Regions from separate parts of the Mus musculus genome. Here region 2 is linked to region 1. The links are chromatin contacts, called in public Hi-C maps. All regions are on one chromosome and are shown on one strand. Each heading gives the region's core, a stretch centred on a gene start, on an enhancer-like site or on the middle of the called end of the contact. The rest is flanking DNA. Distances are from core to core; before and after follow the strand shown. Region 1 overlaps Nipbl (NIPBL cohesin loading factor). Region 2 overlaps Skp2 (S-phase kinase-associated protein 2).

What was found. Hi-C and Micro-C count contacts between places; a contact is called where the count stands out from the background.
Region 2: a contact with region 1 is called in a Hi-C map of liver, with 2.3 times the contacts expected there. The contact joins two enhancer-like sites. A contact is called at or near these places in 2 of 484 Hi-C or Micro-C datasets (liver and myeloid progenitors).

The regions. Positions count from the first base shown.
Region 1 is chr15:8,288,181-8,295,902 of GRCm38.p6, forward strand. It overlaps Nipbl (NIPBL cohesin loading factor), which reads right to left. Exons shown (of 47, transcript NM_027707.3): 44 at 7,331-7,605; 45 at 4,904-5,078; 46 at 3,957-4,145; 47 at 1,644-3,410. The coding sequence ends at 3,045. Among named protein-coding and RNA genes, the nearest start is that of Gm52208, 12 kb to the left of the region's middle. Within about 2 kb of position 4,476, at least 7 of the 459 cell types and tissues checked have an H3K27ac peak or open chromatin away from gene starts, as enhancers often do. A contact at or near this core is called in liver, where this site is marked.
Region 2 is chr15:9,108,744-9,116,465 of GRCm38.p6, forward strand. It overlaps Skp2 (S-phase kinase-associated protein 2), which reads right to left. Exons shown (of 10, transcript NM_013787.3): 10 at 3,239-5,124. The coding sequence ends at 4,911. It overlaps Nadk2 (NAD kinase 2, mitochondrial), which reads left to right. Exons shown (of 13, transcript NM_001040395.4): 13 at 1-1,753. Among named protein-coding and RNA genes, the nearest start is that of Skp2, 28 kb to the right of the region's middle. Within about 2 kb of position 4,983, at least 5 of the 459 cell types and tissues checked have an H3K27ac peak or open chromatin away from gene starts, as enhancers often do. A contact at or near this core is called in liver, where this site is marked.

The DNA.
Region 1 (7,722 bases), core at 3,226-5,725:
ATGATGGCTCATTCACCAAGTACTTGTCATGCAAGCATGAGGTCCTGAGTTCGGATCCCCAGTACTCATCTAAGATCCCAGCCTGGCATCCTTAGCCACCACGTGTAATAAACAAAAGGAAAGAAATGGCAGCCTGACTTACCTGTGTTCATCAGACAAACCATTCAAAAACTGCTGCAATGTTACAGGCAAAGAAGTCACTCAGCCACAGCGAGCAGTAAACTGTTAAATTTTTTTCCTAAAGGCTGTCAGATTATTAAGATTCTAGATTATTAAGCTCTAGAACATTGTATGGACTTTTCTGCCATGTATATTTCCATATGGGTATCTTTTAAAAATTAGACATTCTTTGTTAAAGTAGTAAGATAATTTGAGTGTTAAAATATAGATAAATGTTATAAATATAGAACAAAAAGTGTAGTTGAAAAAAATTTTTTTTTTCCACCGGGGTCTCACTGTGCAGCCTTGGCTGGCCTAATGTCCTCAGGCCTGAGCGTTTCTATACTATCTTCACTACAAATCCCTACACTATAGTAGTTAATCAAGAAAGCAGATAAGACTGAACTTTGTAGCCCACCTCCCCCTATACATGACGTGAATTTTCTATGCTTGACAGCCACAGCTGCGACCTTCAGTGCTGTTAACACTTAATGGTCACCTCTGAGAGACTGCCAACTTTTTGAACGCTCTGGTCACATATGTAGAATCATCATTCTCTCAGATTTGTGATAGCATTACTAACAGCTTTGAAACTATGAAAAAAAAATTCCTGAAATTGCAATAAATAGTCAACAGTAAGTAATCTGCCTCTGACCAAGGCAGCAGATTTATTCAGGATGTTTGCTCTAATGCTGACTTTAAAAGGATCCCCAGCCAGGTGTGTGGTGGATGCCTATAGTTATGGCACATGGGAGGATGAGGTGGGGGAATAAATTTAGGTCACCCTGGGCTGCAGATAGGTCCCGGCCCACACAGGCTACATAGTGATACTGTGTCTTTTTTTTTTTTTTTGAGACAGGGTTTCTCTGTATAGCCCTGGCTGACCTGGAACTCACTCTGTAGACCAGACTGGCCTCCAACTCAGAAATCCACCTGCCTCTGCCTCCCAAGTGCTAGGATTAAAGGTGTGGACCACCTTGTATGTATACCCAGGGAGACAAAATACTTTTGGGGAAGGATATTCAACTTAATGCTTGCCACCCAAGCAAAGCAGTAGCACACGCGGCACAGGTGTGCCCATTCCAGATTTCAATACTGAACCTCCACACTGATGCTCTGTGCCTAAACATCCTCATCTACAGATTGCGAAGGAAACATTGTAGCATCTTTCAAGAAGTGAGTGACAGCACCAGCAGACACATAGCAGGAAGAGTTGGCTTTTACACTTGCCTCATATTTAATACTCTCTAGGCTGGACTTTGTTAACTAGATGATGTTTTACCCTTATGGATAGATTGCTACATTATAAGCGATCTCAAGCTTATTTTTGACCTAACCAAACTCCAGAGTAAATCCACCCTATTTTCCTCGTAGAGAATGAATGCACAGTAAAGAGGAAAGCCCACGCAGTCAGGGGAAGAGAGCCACCACGGCCTTCAAGGAGACGTTCTGAAAGATCCCACATAGGAAGTAGAGCTCGGAGGTGTTTTCATCGTGTTTAATAGGCGTTCACAAAGAGGAGGTCGCCGCTGGGCGCCACTGGTCCTCACACACTGAGGATGGCCATTTACTTGCTGATTTCATAAAATTTAACATTTTAGAGGTCATTTTTTTTTCCAAAGTGATTTAAAAATCAGTACATATAATAGCCTCCCAATTTAGCTGAGGTATTTGTAGCTAATCTATATGACAATTGCTCTGAAAATGCATATAAAACTTGTAGGCTACAAAATGAACATCCCAACTAGTAAAAGCACTCTCGGCATTAAAAATAGTGTGTCAAAATGTAGTGTGTTTAACTAGAAAGTGTCACACTTATTTCAACTCTAGTTTTAAAATAACATGGCGTCACTTTAAGAGAAATGCTGTTTTTCCAAAATAGCAGAATTGTTATCTTTCCCCATGGTTTAAAAAATAAGTATTACCATCATGACATCACTAGAAAGAAATGGAAGCATACAAGGAATAAACTATAGTTTCTTTTTATATCAAAATGTACTCTTGAAAATGTGTTTGGCACAGTGCTAAATCATATATAGTTAATACTAAATATTGCAGGATACAATAAAACCCTGGAGTTGTTTACACCCTCTTATGGGAATGAAAATAATAGATACCAATTATTCAGAAGTCAGCCTGTACAAACTGTATAAACAATATTTTATGTTTTGCTTTGAAAACCAATGATATAATAAATTTTACATAAAAGACTGCAAAATAATATAAATGGATTTAAACAGATCTTTACAATAAGAAATTCAAATGGAAACAGACAAGTAACAAAGAGAAGTAAAAAAATTTATTGCAGTATTCGCTCCACCAGAGTGCCTGGGGACCCCTTTTCTTGTACTGTTTTCAGGGTGACCTAATACAACAAAATCTACATTTACAAAAACTCCTTCTGCAGATAGGTCATAGATACTGCATGCTTTTTTTTTTCTCAACAGAATAAATTATATATCCAGGAGAGTCTGCCATTTTACAGCCTGGAGAAACAACGCTTCCCTGGAAACTGGGCTAAGCTAAAGAAAGCCATCCGCTGCTAGGTTCAACTCCAAGAACACTTTATTAAGAACATTAACAGACTAATTTCCAACATTCACTTGTTTATTTTTTAAACAGAAAGTTTTTTTTTCCAAGATATAAACAATTTTGTTAAACTATAATACAGTGGGAGTAAAAACGAACCGAGAGACGTTTCTGCTGCACAACAGCGAAGGGAGCTCCCACAAAAATGTCTGCCCAACATTCCTTCCTTTGTTCCTGCATCCCAGGTTCCACTCTTCAAAAAACTGATTTTTTTTTGCCAGAATGTTGATAATTCAAGTTTTTTTTTTTGCCTTTTTAAAAAAATTCCTGTAAATTTGGCTGCATGTACAAATTCATTAGCTGGAAGTCCCATCCTTGGCGGCATACAGGGATCGTAAAGTCTGAACAACTTTATTAGTCAGCTTATTAGCACTCGTTAGAGCAATTTTTTTGTAAATAATGTCTGACTCTTTAATAGTGTCTACCCAAGGCACCAGTTTGCGGCCATCGCGGCGCTTGGCCTCCGTCCAGGAGCCGCTGTAGGAGCCTGCCATCCACTGGACACTGACGCCACTGCTGGTTCTCTGTACTACTCTTGCAATCTGTGGTCGGTCTTTGTACTTTGGACAGCAAATAGCGATGACATCCATGACGTCAACACTTTCATTCATCTGTGCTGCCAACTCCGTAGAGTCTGAATTTCGTTTTGACCTTCTCAATGACTAAAACATTGGGAGGGGAAAAAAGACCAAGTGTTACACAAAAGAATTTTAGTGAAATTATCGTTTTTATTGCTTGTAATCCCTTGACGCCGGGAGCTGGGATTCCCCGGCACATTCCATTGCCGGCAATGAGACGCACCGTGACCGCCAGCGCCAAGGGGTTAACGTATACTTGTAAAACCATATAGCTTTTAATTTGTACCCGTGTCTTTACTCTTGATATATAAAATTATTATATGTACATATAAACCATAAAGCTACATAAAACTTAGCAACAATAAAAAGGATAGCACACATTAATACAATCCAAAAAATTATTAATCCTTTATGCTGAATAAATCTCATTTCTGGTTTTTTATTATCTTTTATGTTAAACTTTCTACAAAAGGCTGTATAAATGGTTAAGTAGAGAATCTATCTACAAACTGCTTTGTTTTATAAGCATTACATTACTTGGAGTACATTTAATAGACTGACACACATAAGCACATAAAAATCATTTTACGTAATACGCTGGGAAATACGTTGACTCCTCCTCCGCCTCACCCCTGAAGTGCCTCCTCCTCTATCCTCCCCATCACTCTCCTCATCTTCTGTGTCTGCTGCTGTGTTATTTTTAGGGCTGCCTCCTCCAAGCAGCGAGGTAATTGCTTTGTTCCGAGCATTGGTGCTAGCTGACACCTCTCCTTCCTCTTCTTCTTCATCAGGGTCTAGATGTTCCATGAGAAGTTTAAACTAAAACAAGATTGAGAGTTTTCTGTAAATATTTAAACAACACTGCCAGATTTAGATGTTTTCTATGGTGGTGGTTTAGAGTGGGTGAAAGAGACCATGGCTAACTGTGCAAATCAGGGACTGACAAGTCTTTTCTGTACAGAGGCAGAATGACAGGCACTGCGTTTGGGGCTGGTGGGCATATGGTTCCTGCTGCAATTACAGCTCCCCACTGCTGTAGGAAAGCATATAGACTGATCATGGCCATGTCATTACAACTTTACAACAGAGGCTCGATTTGGATCAAGACCCATAGTTTGCTTGGAGGTGTGTCCAAGTCAACAAACATTCAGGAAATAAATATTGACTATTAATTGACAGGCCTTGGACTCAGTACTGGAGTTAAAGGCATGTACTACCACACCCACCCATCCACCATCCAAGCATATATGCAAGAAAAGCTAGGTGCACACATTTCACCCAAGCACCCAGTGTGCAGTGGAATCTCTGTGAGTTCAAGGACAGCCAGGGCTAGACAGAGGGATACTACTGAGAGAGGCGGTGGGATTGGGGGCGGGTGAATACAAGGAAAACCAATTAGTTGCCAGAAAGGAGAGGAAAATGGCCAGGAGGGTAAGGGACCCATGGCTTTAACTTTTAAGGACATAAGCCATTCACTCTGTTAAGCAATCCTCCGTCTTTGGCTGTGCACCGTGGTGGGAACAGTGGGAAAGTTAGCCCAACAGCCAGCCCGGGATGCTCCTGAGTTCGGTACTCACGTCTAAGTACTGCCTTACGATGCTCCTCTTCACATCCTCCGTCAGTTTGGAATTAGCCATGTCACTTCGCAGGAAGTCCAGTGTTTGTTTGGGATGAAAATGAACCCCTGTTTTCCGATTAATGGCTTTATCATACACTTTTGCAGATTCAGATGGAGAATATTTTTGAATTTTACTGTTTTGGAAATATAAAATCAGAATTTCAAAAAAGTTCATGCACATACTTAAACCGATTCTAACTCTTTCTTTCTTAATAATGACTCAAGTTTTAAATCCTACAGATCTCACCCAGTGAGAAGAAAGAAGTCAACATCAACTGAGTGCCCCTTTGCTCTCAGCGATGTCTGTACTGATGGGGACGAGAACAAGGCACCTGGCTCTGAGGAGGGACAGACTGAGAGTCCAGGTTACAGTAAATGCTGTCGTCTTGAAATCAGTGTCTTCCGTCTTTTTATAGACTACAACGATCTTTCTTACAACTGAGTCCAATTAACTGGTGTGCCGGCTAACTTTTGGTTCTTTTCTGTGGGAAGAACTCTGAACATTTATTGGGGCGTGTCTGCAGGTGTGTGTGTCACCTCTGCACGTGCATGGAGGCCAGATGACAGTTCACAGGAATTAGCTCTCTCCTCTCACTGTGGAGGCCTGGAGATTGACCATGGCTTGGTTGCAAGCACCTTTATGCACCTCGTCACCTTACTGGTCTTACTTCCTTGGTTTCACGTTCATTTATTTACTACAATTTTGTTTATGTATGTGCACATGTGGCTGTCAGTTCTCCCTTCCATCATGTTGGGTCTGGGGATGAGTCTCACAGTGTCAGGTTCAGAGGTAAGATCCACTTTATCTACTGAGCTAACTTATCAACCCCTCATTTTGACTCTTTGGATTTTTCATTGTCTATATAATGGCCAGAAAAACTGCTTGTAAACCTGTTTCAGATTTTTAGTGACTCTTAAAATTTTTTCCAACTCCTTACCGATACAATAATACTTTACACTGTTTTAAATTACTCTAAATCAGTTACCAACATTTCACATCCAAATATTTCTCTTAAAACCCTGCACTTGTAAGGCTTGCAGCAGAGCGTAAGAACCCAGCACAGTGCACGCATAGCAAACACAAGGCTCTGGCCCCATCTTCAGCGCTACATTAAAACGGTGGCTGGAGTTTTAGCACTTGTTGAAAACAGTGGGAGGAGCTCTCACTACCACATAAGCTCTCAGTGATAAAAGCTGTTAACTATGCTTCTCTCTCTTCCCCTTTCTGGTGTTAGGGACAGAACCCAGGGTAACCACATGCTACATCAGGATGCTATGCTCAACAGTTATAGCATTAAATGGCCCTTTACATGAAATAAACTGTACTGACTGGTTTTGTGTCAGCTTGGTAAGCTAGAGTCACTGGAAAGAAGAAGGAGCCTAACTGAGAAAACGCCGACATGAGTCTGGCTTGTAGGCAAGGCTGTTAGGCATCTTCTGAGTGACTGACGTGGGAGACCCAGCACTGCAAGCGGAACCACCCCTGCGCTGGGGGTCCTGGGTTCTCTAAGAAAGCAGCCCGAGCAAGTCACGATCAGCAAGCCAGTAAGCAGCACCCTTCTGACTTCTTCAATGTGGACGTACAAGCCAAATACACTTTTTCCTTGCCCAAGTTGCTCTGGTCACGGTATTCCATCCAGCAATAGTGACCTTAATTACGACACATACTCTTTACACTTGGCTACTGATATTATTTGACTTGGTGACTTTTTTTTTTTTCTTCTTTTTTTCTTTCCCCGAGACAGGGTTTCTCTGTATAGCCCTGGCTGTCCTGGAACTCACTCTGTAGCCCAGGCTGGCCTCGAACTCAGAAATCCGCCTGCCTCTGCCTCCCAAGTGCTGGGATTAAAGGCGTGCGCCACCACGCCCAGCTTGACTAGGTGATATTTTTACAAAAGATTTAAAAAGTTTGTATGTTATGTGTGTGTGGTGCTTGCACAGGCCAGAGAAAGCTGACAGATCTCCTATGGCTGCTTGGAACTGAAGCGGAATCTTCTGTAGGAGGAATAGGTGCTCTTAACCCCACCTTCTCAGCCCCACTTGGTGATTTAAAAAAAGAAAAAGAAAAGAATCTAAGCTCCCAATGACTGAGATGCTCAGAATGTCTCCAGTGGCTTCTGATAGTTCTCTATCTTTACTTCCTCTATAGTCAGGCTATGTCTATACTCTTACTGCACGGCATTTCTTGTTAAAACTGGGATATATTTTAAAATTAGACTAACTCTCTAATAAAGCATTTTTTATGTAAATCAATAAATTAGTAGTTCATTTAAATCTGGAATGCATGGAGTGAAGAAGTATCCTTTCCTTTCTTCTAATATTGTTCTATGGCGCCTGTGGATCCTCTACCAGGGCATGCTTTTCTCTCACTCTTATGTAAACTTACCTATCAGAAAATCCACAGAGATTCTTCAGGTGCTGCTTTAACATAAGAAGTAATAAAATACCCTGGGAAACATTTGCGAATTCAATCAAAGGGGCTGAATTTTCCGGCAAACACTTCATCACTGAATTTATATCATCTTCAGAGTCTGAGTCTGACTCCGAATCTACCCGCTTTCGAGACTTCCGAGGTCTGGACACTTCTTCTTCACTCTCACTGGACTCGTTCTCTTTAGCAGGGGACGTTTTCCTCTCTTTCCTTTTGTCTTTTACCATAGACTGAAAGAAAAAGGAAATTGTAAAAAACAAAACAATAAAACCAAAATGCCACTAACAGCTGCACAAAGCTTCCTTCAGCAGAGAGTTCATAAGCAAGTGGAGAAGTAAGCCTTAGGG
Region 2 (7,722 bases), core at 3,733-6,232, 820 kb after region 1:
AAAAGTAAAGATTTAAAAAAATTTTTGATGATGGAGAATTTTGATAAATCCTGATGTTGACTTAACTGAAGTTGGTAAATGTGTTTTCTATAGCTAAGAATTTTCTAATTCTAGGAAACCATGATGGAATCACTATTGATTGAAACCATGGGAACAGATTATTTGTAGACAAATTCTGACTTGTTTTGGGTGTCATCAGTGCTAGATGAAACACATCTATGGGACATGTCATTGACACTTTGTAAAGTATTAATTTCCATAGCAATTATTGTTCAGACAAGTAACTGAGTCCGATAGCCCCTTTCCTGATTTTGGTTTTGGATTTCTATTATGAAATCAAGGATTAGAAGGATAATCAATGATTGTGCTCTGTTCAGTAAAATGTTCAAAGACCCTTCCTTTAGTATTGGGCATGGACTCTAGTAAACACCTGGGACTTAAGACAGAATTTTGGAATTGCCTTAAATTAGTATTGTGATTTCCATTTCCTGTATTCTAAAATTTAAACAATAGCTTTGCGGGATGAACAGCTTCCCCATCTTCCGGTATGAAAACCACTCTTAGTTTTGGAGAAAACTATTTTAATTCTTGATTTTGTTTTCATGAAAAGCTTCTCCATTGCTAGATAATGGATGGTATTTTCATGCTGGGTTTTTCAGACTTGTGCATTTTCAGTTGTTGGTGAACTTCCTTTTTTATTGACAATATGAAGACTCATTCTGTGCCATCTACCATATAAGTATATATCTGTATCATGTTATAGATATATATGATATAATGAATTGTTGCATAGACATCGAAATAGACCGTTTATGGAACTTGAGCTTCGTGAGCTCAGAAGTAAAAAACTAAAGCTAGGATGTATGATGAGATCAAATGCTCTTAGCTTTGCCAAACGCAACACGCTGCTCTTTAACAATTAAGAAAAATGAATGTCACTGTGTGAGGTAATTTAGATCTGTCTGGGTTTGTGTGTTTATTTAGAACATTTCCCTTGACTATAGAAGGAAATAAGTGTTTTTATCTGAGCCAACTCTAATTTCTAGTTTAACTTTTTTTTTTTTTTTAAATGGATATATTTAAGATATCCCTTTATATGAAAGTTAAATACCTTGTTAGAAAAAAAATGCCACTCTCATCTTTAATGTACCTAGATCTGGTTGTCCATGATTTACCACACATCTATTTATACGTACCACTAATTGGTAATGAGCTGTGTGAAATCGTTCTTAAACTACCCTTGGAAAGGTATTAAAATTACTTATTATGCTCTGCCTACAATCTAACTTCTACTCTGTGGCAGGCAGGGATTTATTTGTAATAGACTAATGGCAAAGGATGTTGGAATATCAAAAATGTCTTTAAATGGGTTAACCTTTAATGACCACTTTATGCAAATAAAATTAAACCTTTGTCCATTTTTACTTTGTTTTCTTATTTCCTAAATTCTTCTGAAATCACTACATAAAAGCCCGAGTTTTCCCCTGAATACTATGTTTCAAGTCTTTATCCCCACAGGCATGTGATTCTGTATACTGTAGACTTAGTTCATTGCCATTATGTGGCAGAGTGATTATGTGAATCTGTCTATTCAGAGGACAGAATGATTAATTCAAAAATGTATTTTTCATATAACTTAGTTCAGTATTTTTGATGTTCCATTATGTTTTAATATTCTTGAATGGATAGCTTTTGTATAACAAAACAATTTCATTTTTATGTAAGTAAAATAACAAATAATTATATTCACTTGAGTTAAAGTGTCGTTCAGAAATGAAGGGTATGGGGCTAGGGAGATGGCTTAAGCCTTTAAGACTTACTACACAAATAGAAAGACAAACTGAGTTCAGCTCCCCAGTAGCCACATAAAATGCTGACTGGTCGCAGTTAGCCTGCATTAAGGAAGTGCAGCTGGATGCATGGATGATGGAGCTGGAGTGGGGAGGGGTGTGTGGCAGAGAAAGAATTGCTGGAGCTCATAGGCTGCTAGTCTAGGTGCAGGTTCAGGGACAGATGGTCTTAAAAGCTAAGAATGATGCAGCAAGACACTTGCTGGCCCCCGAGGCACCCCCACGTGTGTGCATACAGTCTTCAGACACAAACGGAATGATGAAAAGTATTTGGAGGACATTTAACTGCTAAGATAGGAAAAAATATAAATTTAGAATTTAAATCAAGAGAGGCACCTGCCACTGCGTTATTCTATATCCCTGTACTTAAGAGCATTAAAAACCTCCCAGGGATAACAACTAATGCAATGAAGTAAGAGGACTCAGTACACCTACAAACTGTAATCCTAACCATCTGGAGGGTAAGGGTAAACCTGAGAGCTAAAGCCTGCTTGGGCTCTACGGTAAGAGCCTATTTCAAAAGAGGAAGTCTCCAAAAGGACTTCCCAATTATAGTCTCAAATGCAGTGATTTTACTCTATGAGGGATTGGAGTGCATAAGTCAACAAGGAGGCTATTTTGTACTTTAAGGAAGGTGGACTTTAAGGCATTTTAAATCATATTTATTAGGTAAGGAGCTAAAGAGGACCCCCATTTTCTGGCCTCTGCAGGTAGATAGACAGACAGACACACACACACTGGGAATGGTGCTACAAACCTGTGATCCCAGCAAGCACCTGGCAGGCAGAGACTGCGGATCCCAAGTTCAAAGCCAGCTGGGGGCTACACAGACATCTTAAAGCCACTGCGGTCTTATTTCAGAAACAGAAGGAAACACTCGGGAGACGGCGCTTCAATGCCACTCTGATATTTAGTGCTGACAATTAATGCCAAAACTCTATCACTTGAGTTTTGTCTTAAACTTATGTTTGTATGAGGGAATGGATGAAAGCAGAGCAATGAGTCCTGCCCGGATGCTGGAACGCATGAGGAGGCTCAGTGGGTGTACTTTACATTTCCCATCACTAAAAACAAAATCAGGACCATAATGGTATTGTTAAAAAGCCATCAGTAGACCTGGGAATGAAAGGTTCAAACGGACTCAGCTATTGGAAGCTCAGGCATGAGCTATTCACACTGTCTAAAGCAACACAGGCTGCGACAGTGGAATAAAAATATCTCCTAAGTGTCATTGACAGCACATGGAGGCCAACAGGTGCACTGCGACCTCACTTTGATTACTCACAACAGGACAGGTGGCTGAAATCTTTATCTGACCTAAATGGCAACCCAAATGGATGCTTTCTAAATTGAAGGACTGCAGAAAAGGATATAAAAAGCAGCTCAAGTACTTGTTCTTATAAAAATGTATTTATTTTAAAATCAGTCTATAAAAGTAGAAATCACATACAAAAATACAGATTACTGCGACATGTATTACCGCGACATGTTGGCAAAAATAGCTCACAGCTGGACTTGCGTAAGGAAGAACAGGTACTGTATGTCTGAGGGCATCTGGAGGCCAGAGCCCGCCATCAGCCCATCACTAATGTGTAAACAATAGTTTCAAGTAGTAGTTAGCACTCTTTTAACTACTAGGGGATTGAAGCATGACCATTCTTGTGTGACACTTAAAATGTTCTTTAGGTCTGAGCAGATGAAGGCACTTCATGTTGTTAACTAAAAGTTTTTGATGAAGTTAATAGAAATGGATTGTAGCACGGAAATACTCTACAGAGGTAACTGCCTTAATTCTTTTTTTTCTTTTCATTTTTTAAGAAACACAATTTGATCCCTTTGCTTCTGTGTATCAAGTGCTAAAAAAACCATATGTTATCAAAAGGTTTAATGCCCCGTGATTCTTAAACACTTAGGTGAAGTGCAAGCCGCGGCACCTGCTCTGAAGCTGCACATGCGCACGCTTCCCGGGTCGGAAGCTGCACATGCGCACGCTTCCCGTGTAGATTGCCGATGGACAGAAATCAGTTCAACCTAACAATTTTAGGTCCAGTAACCTAACGGGCAGTTTCAAGCGATTACTGTTTAAGACCACTTAAAAGAATTTCAAGTTCTTGATTTCAGAGTAATGTAAAAAATAACCGCAGTACTAAAGGAACGATCAGCACACCCGATCAGCTCGGAATTCTATCCGACTTTTCAGAAGGCTGACTAGAATAATATCACATTCCTAAAACAAAGCAAGTAAGTTTAAAAAGCTAAACAACCCACATATATTGTAACATACATTGATTATAAAGTTTAAAAAGCACACAAGTAGATTTTCTCACCTAATTTAAGATTCTGGAAACATGGTAGAATTCCTAAAAACATTAAAGGATACTTCTTCATATTAACCTGCTTTTAGAGAACAGCCTTTGAGGTTTTCAATCCTGCACCAATCCTGTCCTGCTTCCGGCTGTGTCTCTGTGTTTTTGTTTTCTCATTTAGAGTTTTAGGTACATCATGCACTCCTGTGCTGCTGTGAAACTAACCTCATGCCTGCACAGAGTTGAAATGTGTTAATCCCAGAAAAGACCACCTCAAATGCTACCAGCCTCTGCTGCTTTCCGCCCAGCTCACCGTACATATAGCTTATTCTTCAAAGTCAAGTTTTATAAAATACTGAATAATTAAATAGATAGAAAGTTATGACAAACACCATGAAGATTGTTAGCCACGGGTAATTTTTAAAACTTGGGTCTAAATAGACTTAATTAGAAGGGCACTTGGAAGAGTTGGCTCAAATGTCGCTTTTAAAAAAGCATGCTGAAATCATAGGCTCTCCTAAAATCTCCAAAGACCTGCCGCTTAGGCCCTTAGGGCACAGCACTGACAGAATCGGCTCTATAGTTTTGAAAAAGTAACACTTCGTGGCTGTCCCCCTCGCAAATGGTTCCCTAACATACATATAAAGTGAAGGCTAAGGCAAAGCCAATAGGAAGAGTAACCAAGGTCTCCAGCATGCGGACTTGCTGCCTGCTTTCCTCGTTCCAGAGGAAACACCGCCCTGCGGTAAGCACTTCATAGACAACTGGGCTTTTGCAGAGTCAGTCGGCACTTGATACCCCAAATCTCCAGGTTCTTCTTGCTGTCCATAGTTGGCCTTGCAATGGTGGTGAAATAGGCGCAGTTAATCTGCAGCCGAGGAAGAGCTTCCCTCAGTAGCTGAAGGGTTCCCTCTGGCACGATTCCAAAAACTTGTAGCGTTTTTAGTGTAGGAATTTCTCCAAGTTCACTGCAAAGGAAGAGCAAATTCCAGGAGGTATGGCAGTTGTCAGACTAGTTATTACAGCCCATTGTCTATCACTTATATTGGTCTACAAAATGCAGCCTACTGACATCATCTGTAAGAAGTGATTTATGGAAATAATCCAGGGGGAAAAAAAGCGGGGATATAAAGCAGCCTGACCCGCCGTGAGGGTCCAGACCTGACCCGACCTTTGGGTCCAGAACCAAGCCTGTGCGTTTCATTCAGGGCGGCTCCCGTGGAACTATGTAGTTTTAATTTTTTATTTCATTTTTATTTATTTAATTTTTTAAATTGAGCTGGAATTTGCCACCTTTCTTAGTCCACATAGCTCTCTGGAAGGTCTGCTGTGATACGGGAGCTAGCAAGCCAGACATGGTCAACATTTCACTGTGATGTAACACATGGAAGTTAGGTATCTGGCCATGATCTTTCTTTGAACTATGCACTCTCAACAGAGGCCACCCACAGACCTGATGGCGGCTTAACAATGGTTCACCGAGGCCTTGCTTCACCGAAACCCACCAGTGACTTCCTTAAGGTGTTCTCTACATGGGATTACACAGGCTACATATAAAAATCTGGGATACCAACTTACAGCAGACAATGACCTTTTCTTTCCATATTTTTCCCCTATTACTGGTAGACAGGCCTTTTTTGTATACATTTCATGTTACCCGATATACAGTTTTGTTATCGGTGAGATCTGAGGGTCACACAAACGTGACCCTGATTATCTAAAGAAAACACTTTCTGGGTTTTGGTGCCGATTCTTTTTAAACAGGTCTGTATGCCCAGCTTCATCTCCCTGGTCTGTGTTTGTTCTAGGTTGGGACATAGTGCAAAGTCGAAGGACAGGGAATGTTTATTTTGGAAATTCAGCAACCCCCATCCCCACCCCCCCAGGGGATCAGTGAGCACAGCAGTGACCTTTATGTTGTCACAGTCAATATGTAGTCAAATAAAGCCGGTTTGTATTGTCACTTGGCTGCCAATGGCTCAGCCTTCCAGCATATTCTATACAGTGTCCATGCTACTCACCTGTCTGCACTGATGCCCCCTGAATGGCTGAAAGCAGATGGTTTGTTAGATCTGAGGCCCATCTGTGCCGAGGCTCCATGGTCATCCCATTACCCCTCTAGTGTATGAATGGTAGAGGTAAGCACCACACTGTCTACTGCATGTGGTGGGGTACAAGATGCAGAGTAAGTTGGTAAATAGAAGCAGGACGTAGAAATGAAATGTGTTGGCTTATAAGGGGCATCGAGTTCAGGAGGTCACAAGAGATCAAAACAGAAGAGGAACACATTCCATCTTTGAACTTCTGGAATGTAGAAACAAACAAAGAACTGCCATGCACTGTAGACGAGGTTACACCCATCACCACTAAAGAGGAGAGCAGTCCCTAGTACAACTCCTATGTGACATCTGAGAATGGGGACACTTGGGAGAATTCAGGTTCTGGGATATCCAGGCAGCCAAGCTCTTTGTCATCTATGGTGGATAATATTTAAAAGAAGAAGCTCGGTGGGAGTAAGGAAAAGCGAGTGTTGGCAGATGGCAGAGGGAGCTTCGTGCAGCAGCTCTGGGAGGCGCCTCCTGGCCATCCATGCAGGAGGCAGGATGAGACCCCACCACAAAAACCCATCACTGCCTCTTGTGTGCATTGGCTACAATGCCGGAAAACCAGTCAGGGGCGTCTGACTTTTCAGCATGAGAGGAACAGGATACGTTTACAGGATGCTCTTTAATCTGTGTAAAATAGTTAAGATAGCATCTTTTAGGGCTCTTAGTTCAAGTTTAATGAAAAGGCAGTCATCATACAAGAGGCTGAGGCTGGATCATAGGCCAGCTTAGGGAATGAATGGTGAGACTTGATCTCAAAAACAATAAAAAGACACTAAGTCAGGCCTTGCCCCTTCCCATCTCTGAGATAGGACATGAGCTATTTTTCAGTGTGTTTCCGGCTGCTGTGTGGACAGTGTCCTTGAGACACACTGGTATTTCTATTAAGAACTTCTGATGTGTTCCTCACCTCAAAGACACTAGAAGATCCTAGGAGTTGTGGATGCTAGAATTCTGCATTTGGGGATTTGTATCAGAGTTCCATGCATGTGAATTTGAGCTGCAACATTTGCATCCTTTTTAGGTAGTGTTTTTCTAAACAGGACACTAGCTAGCCAACACACATGAGACTAGTTAAAATGATTGGTTTAGTCACATAATTACCAGACTTCCCAATTTTACCGAATTCTTTATAGATCATTTATTACTGAAACTGATCTAATCCATTCATTTGAGAAATAATTTGTTTTTAAATTCACCATTTCTAGGTAGGAAGAATTAAAAACTGGCATTCTGATAGTAGGATAAATAGTACCATACTCTCCTCTAAGCCAGATGACTCTTCTGCAGTATACCCGGGAGAGTGCAAGGTTCTAAGCCCTAGTGGTTTGCAGTGAAACTGCTGTACACTTTTATTTGGTGTAAGGAAGACTTTGGAATGAAGTAAGCAATGCCTGCATGAGATTCTTAACTTTCATGGACCTACATAAGATGCCCTCTTTTCAGATAACATCAGGCTCT